Linked DNA regions of Muntiacus reevesi: region 1 is linked to region 2. The links are chromatin contacts, called in public Hi-C maps. All regions are on one chromosome and are shown on one strand. Each heading gives the region's core, a stretch centred on a gene start, on an enhancer-like site or on the middle of the called end of the contact. The rest is flanking DNA. Distances are from core to core; before and after follow the strand shown. Region 1 holds the start of APLP2 (amyloid beta precursor like protein 2). Region 2 holds the start of NFRKB (nuclear factor related to kappaB binding protein).

Region 1 (2,700 bases), core at 116-2,615, 150 kb before region 2:
TAACTGTGGGTTTTTATTAGAAACTCTTCAGTCAATGCCTGTGTAATCAAATCCAGTCTCACTTCTCTCTGAAATTAGCCAACTCCGCAGAAAGCCATTGTAATTTGCAAAAGAGCGAAGAGGAGAAATAAACTACACCAGAAACACACATTCCAGTCCGACAGTTCAAGCACTATTTCGAGATGGCAAGTAAAAATAAAGCCCCACGTCTCCCTCGTGGACAGAAAGGTTTCTACAAGAGGCCAGGTCCAGGCCACAAGGCAGGGCCCCCTGACCCCAGCGAACCTTCCGGGCACGCAAGCACCGGACCACCGCCCGGCACAGACGCATGTGTCCGCGAGGTCGCCAGGTGCGGGGAAACTACTTACGCCGAAAAAGTACGATTCAACCAGAGTTTTTACAACGTATTCACGGGTACTGTCCCTGCTCGCTGAAACCCACCACAAAAGGGAACAACGCCGACAGCAGACAAGGGTTTCCCCTGGTTCATCAGACTCAGGCAACCGGATTGTATTTAACAATCCCTCCCGAAGGTCCGACGCCAGAGCCGGGATCCGGAGCGGGAGGCGCACAGGAAGCAGAGGGCGCACCCGCTGCGGGGAGCGGAGTCGCTCCCGTGCCGCCCGGGAGGCGCTATCCCGGCGCCCGCATCCCCGCGGCCCGGCCCACTCTCCAACAAAGGCCGCATCCGCCTCTCCTGGGTGGGAAGCCCGGGTGCGGCACGGGGGCCGGGTCAGCACGGCCGCCCCCGGAGCGAGCCCAGCCGCACCGGGTCCCGGGCTGCAGGGCGCACGGCAGAGGCTCGCGCGGTCCCGGGGGACGGCAGAGTGGGCGTCTGGGCTTCGCAGGGTCCGCAGAGGATGTGGCGGCGCCGCGGGCGGGATGGGGGCTGGGGCGGCCGAGGCGGCCCATTGCCCCCCGCAACCCCGATGCCTTTCATTTGGCCTCTGCGGCGGCGGAGACAGCCCGACCTCCAGCGCCAAGCACTGCGCCAAGCCGGGGCGGGCGGGGGAGGCGCTCCAGACCCGCCGCAGCGCCGGACCACCCCCACCGCCCAGCGCGCCGCGACCCCCTCCCGGCCCGGACCCCGCGGCCCGCTCGCCCGCAGGCCGCGCTCCCCCGCGGGCGCAGGATAAAGGGCTCGGGCGCTCGCCCGGTCCCCACCTCAATGTAGCCGGCCAGCGCCGCGGCGGGAGCTGTGAGCCCGAGCAGCAGCACGACCAGGAGTTTGCCCGTGGCCGCGGTGGCCGCGGTCCCGGTGGCCGCCATCCCTCGCCGGGTCGCTCTAGCGCTCGGCTCTCAAGCTCACACAGACGGACCCAGGAGCGTTCCCACCGTGACCCAGAAGCATCTGAAGCCTGTCCGCCGCCGCCCCTAGGGTTTTACACCGACCGGAACTGACTTCACAAAACCACACCCTCCATCTTCGGCGCCCAATGCCGACCCGCAGAGCCTCCGCAAAACACAGCCCCTCGTTCAGCCCAGACCCAATCAGGGGACGGAAGAGCTCGCCCCGCCCTCCGCTCCAGCCGCGCACCCCGCCCGGTCCCGCCCCCAGCTGCTGACGCCCCGCCCCGCCGGGCCCCGGCTGCTCCGGGACGCGGGGGTGTGCGCGGGGTTGGGGGGGCCCGGGCGCGGTGCGCTTAGGCGGGCAGCACCCTCCTGGTTAGCTGCCCGCACTGCGCCCTTCTGTTCTGCAGCCGCCCGACACCAGACACGCCCCGCTGCCCGCCCCTGCGGGCTATTTTCCAGATTCCTTTGGGTACCGCCCTCTTCGGGGTTCCGACAATGATTTTATGAAAAACAGGATTTTTTTTTTTTTTTTTTTTTAAGGAAAAACAGGATGAATTGTTCCGAGTCCAGGCAGGTTTACAGAAGGCCGTCCTCCCGGACAGAGGAAGGGCTGCAAGAGGCTGCGTTCCTCCGCCCCAACCCCCGCAGGGCGCGCCCCGTCCCTGCCCGCCGCTCGCCCAGAGCCGCTGTTTCCAAGCTCTCGACCGCTGGTCCTTAGGCCTCAGCCTTCCTCCTCCTTGCCGGCGGCCACTAGATCCCGGGATAGCTCCCTCCCACCGGAGGCCAGCGGTGCGAGGACCACGTTGACCTCAGAGCCCAGGTCCAGGCCTTCCTCCTGTGTTTCAGGGAAAGATCGTTTTTCTCTCTTGTTCGGTTGACGATCGCTAGCAAGAGACCTGCTTCTCTCTGCCTGCGTGCCCCGCTGCGCTTCCACTCCAGCTGGGAGACACCATACTACTCGGTTCACAGCGGGCACGGCCTCGCGGTGCTGGGGCACCGCCGGCTTTGTTTCCTGTCTGCAGCCGTGAGGTTTATGGACCAGCCTCTGCAGCGTCCTTGCTCGTTTCCAAATACATAGAGAGCGGGGTCTCTAACCACAGGAAAGACGGTAAAAGCGAAGAGACGGTGTCCAACCAGGAGAACGCCGGACTTTCCAGCCCCACTGCAGACGCGCCCGGTCCTGGACTTGAACAGGCTGTGCCCCATTCCCAAAGACAGCCCGCACCTTTCCATTACAGAGCCGTCTCGGTGCCTGCACTGTCCTCGCTCCCGTTACCTGTTGTAAACATCTTCCTTTTCGTCTGCTCGCCTCTGCTTCTCAACCCCCAGAGCCCTGTTCCCACTATGACACTTGCTACCCTTTGTTGTTTAGTCCCTCATTTGTGCCTCTCTGCCGCCCACGGACTG
Region 2 (2,846 bases), core at 81-2,580:
CACATAAACAGACATTTCATCATGTAAACTTACTGTTATTCTGGGAAAATCTATTGTTTTGGTCTTCTTGAATTGTTTTCTGATTTGGAATTATCCTTTCAAAAAACTCTTAGGACGTGTAGGGCTAAAAAGCACTTCGTGAGATGCTGAAGCTGACCCACAGGTTGGAAATATGACCCTACCCTGTTATTTAAATGTGAACATTTATGTACATTCAGTGAGTTATAGTGTTAATAGTCTTGTGCTACTCAGCAGGTGTAAAAATTAATAAATATTTTTTTTAATAAACATCCTCCTTGTTTGTATGTGTACAAAATACAAGAGCTTCTGATAGTTACTTTTTTTTTTTTTTTTAATAGTACAACTTGCATTGTTTTGACTCTTTGGTTTACTCTGGTGTGGTCAGAGACACAAAGTCTGGGAATTTATGGCTGGCAGTATGGAACGTTGTTCCCCTGTCCTTTTAGTTGGTGGTGTGTGATTCCAGATGCCTCACAACAATCTAAAGGGAACTAGAGGCAGGCGTGCAGTCAGCGAGGGAACAGAGATTGGCTTTGTTTGGAAACCACTATTTTCCAAGCAGGGAAGAGCACTAGTTTGGCCTGCCAGCTTGTCTGACATATTTCTATGCAGAGAACAGAGGACAGTCCCTGAACAACTGGTTGGAAGTACCTGTGTAATAAGAAGTTCGAAGCCGTTCAAAATGAAACCTAGCGAGTTAGAAGAAAGGGGCCCAGGTTCTTAACTATCGAGAATAGTTGAGAGAAGGTATAGTAATAGAGAGAAGACTATCGAGTTTGATTTAAAATGTATTTTAAATGTGTGTACTTTCTTTCCGAACGTCGAGGATCCAGGGATGGGAGAGAGTACTGGGGCCACGCCGGGGTTAGTTGGAGCGGCACAGGCTCTGATCAGCCTTCTCCTCGATGAAACTTGAGAAATCACAAAATAGGAGCTAACAGCGCACCACGTGGCTGGTACAAAGATTCTTGGATGGAAAGTGCTCAGGTGCCAGGAGCAGGGTAGGCGCTCTGCAAACGTTAGCTAATAAAACTGCATTCACTCACTTATGGGCTCTGGAGCCTCAGCTCGCGCCCAGGTAAAGACTGGCCACACCGAGTTCGCCCTCCGGACACTTCTAAGTCCGGTGAGATTAACGAGCCAGACAGCAGCCTGCCCTCCAAAGTCCAGCCCTGCGGGCTCTCGGCACTACAGGCTGTGTGCCTCGCGAGCCCCGCCCCGGCACCTCCGGCCCCGCCCCGAAAGCCACGCCCCCGGCACTTCCAGGCCCCGCCCCGCGCAGCCCCGCCCCTTCCGCCGCCCGACCCCGGAGCGTGCACGCACCGAGACGCCTTGCGGGAGCGAGCGCGTCCGGTCTGGGAGCCCGCGGGCTGAGAGGTGAGACGGGTTAGGAGACCGGCTCCCGCGGCGCTGGTGAGGGCGGGCCGGGGCGGCGAAAGCGTTAAAGTGTTGTGTATGGAGCAGAGGGAGGAAGCGAGCGGCCGGGTCTCCGAGGGTCGCTGCTCCCTCGGGCTCGAGGCAGGGGAGCGGGCGCGGTGGGAGCCGGGCGGCCTGGGTGGGTGGGGGTTAGGGTTAGCGCGGTGTGGGGGAGGGGCCTTGGGCGCGGAGGTGGCGCGGGACCCGGCCCTGGGGGCTGCGGAGGGGTTTGCAGTTTGAAGCGGGCGGCTGCCGCGGCCGGAGCCTGGGGTTTAACTTCTGTGTTGGGGAGGGGCTGGGAGGGAAGGTTCTCCCAGGTGCAGAGGAAGGGCCTTGGGGAGAGAGGCCTTCCTGGTTGGTCAAGTGGTGCAGGACGCCGCAAGAGTTAAAAACCCTAAAAAACCCTTGGCTTCCGGGGTCCCGACCCTTTGGCAGCTGCCTGCTTTCTTGTGTTTTGAGATTACCTAAAGAGTAGTTGCAGGGCAAAGGTTGCCGTTCAGTGTAATTGAAGAAACTGGTGAGCAGTTTGTGAAACAGGTGGTTCTCCTAAGAGTCAGGTAAAACCCTGCAGCTGTTACCCTCTTCGGTGCCAGTTCTGTTAAGAGGGCTTTATTCTGAGCATCAGGTTGCATCTACTTTTTTGTTTTGTTTGTAAAAGTTTTTATTAAAGGCAAATGCATTGTGCTTTCTCAATGGTGTCAGTAATTTAGGCATCAGAGGTGTTCAAGATTCCGTCCTTCATCGTGTACTGAAGGGTGATGGGACATAGTCCCTTGGGGACCACTCAGCTGCTTTGAACAGGAGTCTTTCCACTATATCATTATGTAGATCTGACATCTCTTCCAGATAACTTGAAATAATTAGGGGAAAGGTGCTTGTTTTAACAGTAATATTACAGACCTGCTCTTTATCCTTTGAGAGTTTTTCAGAATGAGAAGTCATTACATGACTGCATTAAGCTATATGAATGCATCCATCTGGAAATGATTCACTGCATTTCATGGTTGGAAATAACTGTAGAGAGGACCAGAGGACCAGGTCCTGCTCCTCTTCATCTTAGATAGGTAAAGAAATTGATAGCTGGTTAGGTAAGATGTGCTCAGAGTCGCTGAGATGAGACTAGGAGTTTGGTGTTTATTAAACCTGTTCTTATTCCTTTCCATTTGGTAGGAATCAGAGTTGGAGAAGGGATTTAGCAAGTGTTTGTAGGGTGGTTGAGTTCAGCCTCCCCTTGGACCAGTTGTTAATAACTATGGCCTCTGCTTTGCACCTAATTCCAGCCATCAGCCTTATGAGATGCTCTCTGAAAAAATTTTCATATGTATGTTTCTAAAGGTAGCCAACAGTGTTCACTTATTATAGGAAGGAGAAAAATAGCATTATGTTTACATGGTTATACATATCAGCTG

The links. A called contact is a pair of places that touch in the nucleus more often than the background predicts.
Region 1: a Hi-C map of muscle shows a contact between it and region 2, with 1.9 times the contacts expected there. The contact joins the promoter of APLP2 here to the promoter of NFRKB in region 2. A contact is called at or near these places in 2 of 3 Hi-C or Micro-C datasets (blood and muscle).

What each region holds. Positions count from the first base shown.
Region 1 is chr5:35,004,650-35,007,349 of mMunRee1.1, reverse strand. APLP2 (amyloid beta precursor like protein 2) reads right to left here and starts at 1,365. Exons shown (of 17, transcript XM_065937412.1): 1 at 1,165-1,365. The coding sequence starts at 1,269.
Region 2 is chr5:34,857,201-34,860,046 of mMunRee1.1, reverse strand. It overlaps NFRKB (nuclear factor related to kappaB binding protein), which reads left to right and starts at 1,330. Exons shown (of 26, transcript XM_065937404.1): 1 at 1,330-1,398. It overlaps PRDM10 (PR/SET domain 10), which reads left to right. Exons shown (of 22, transcript XM_065937408.1): 22 at 1-250.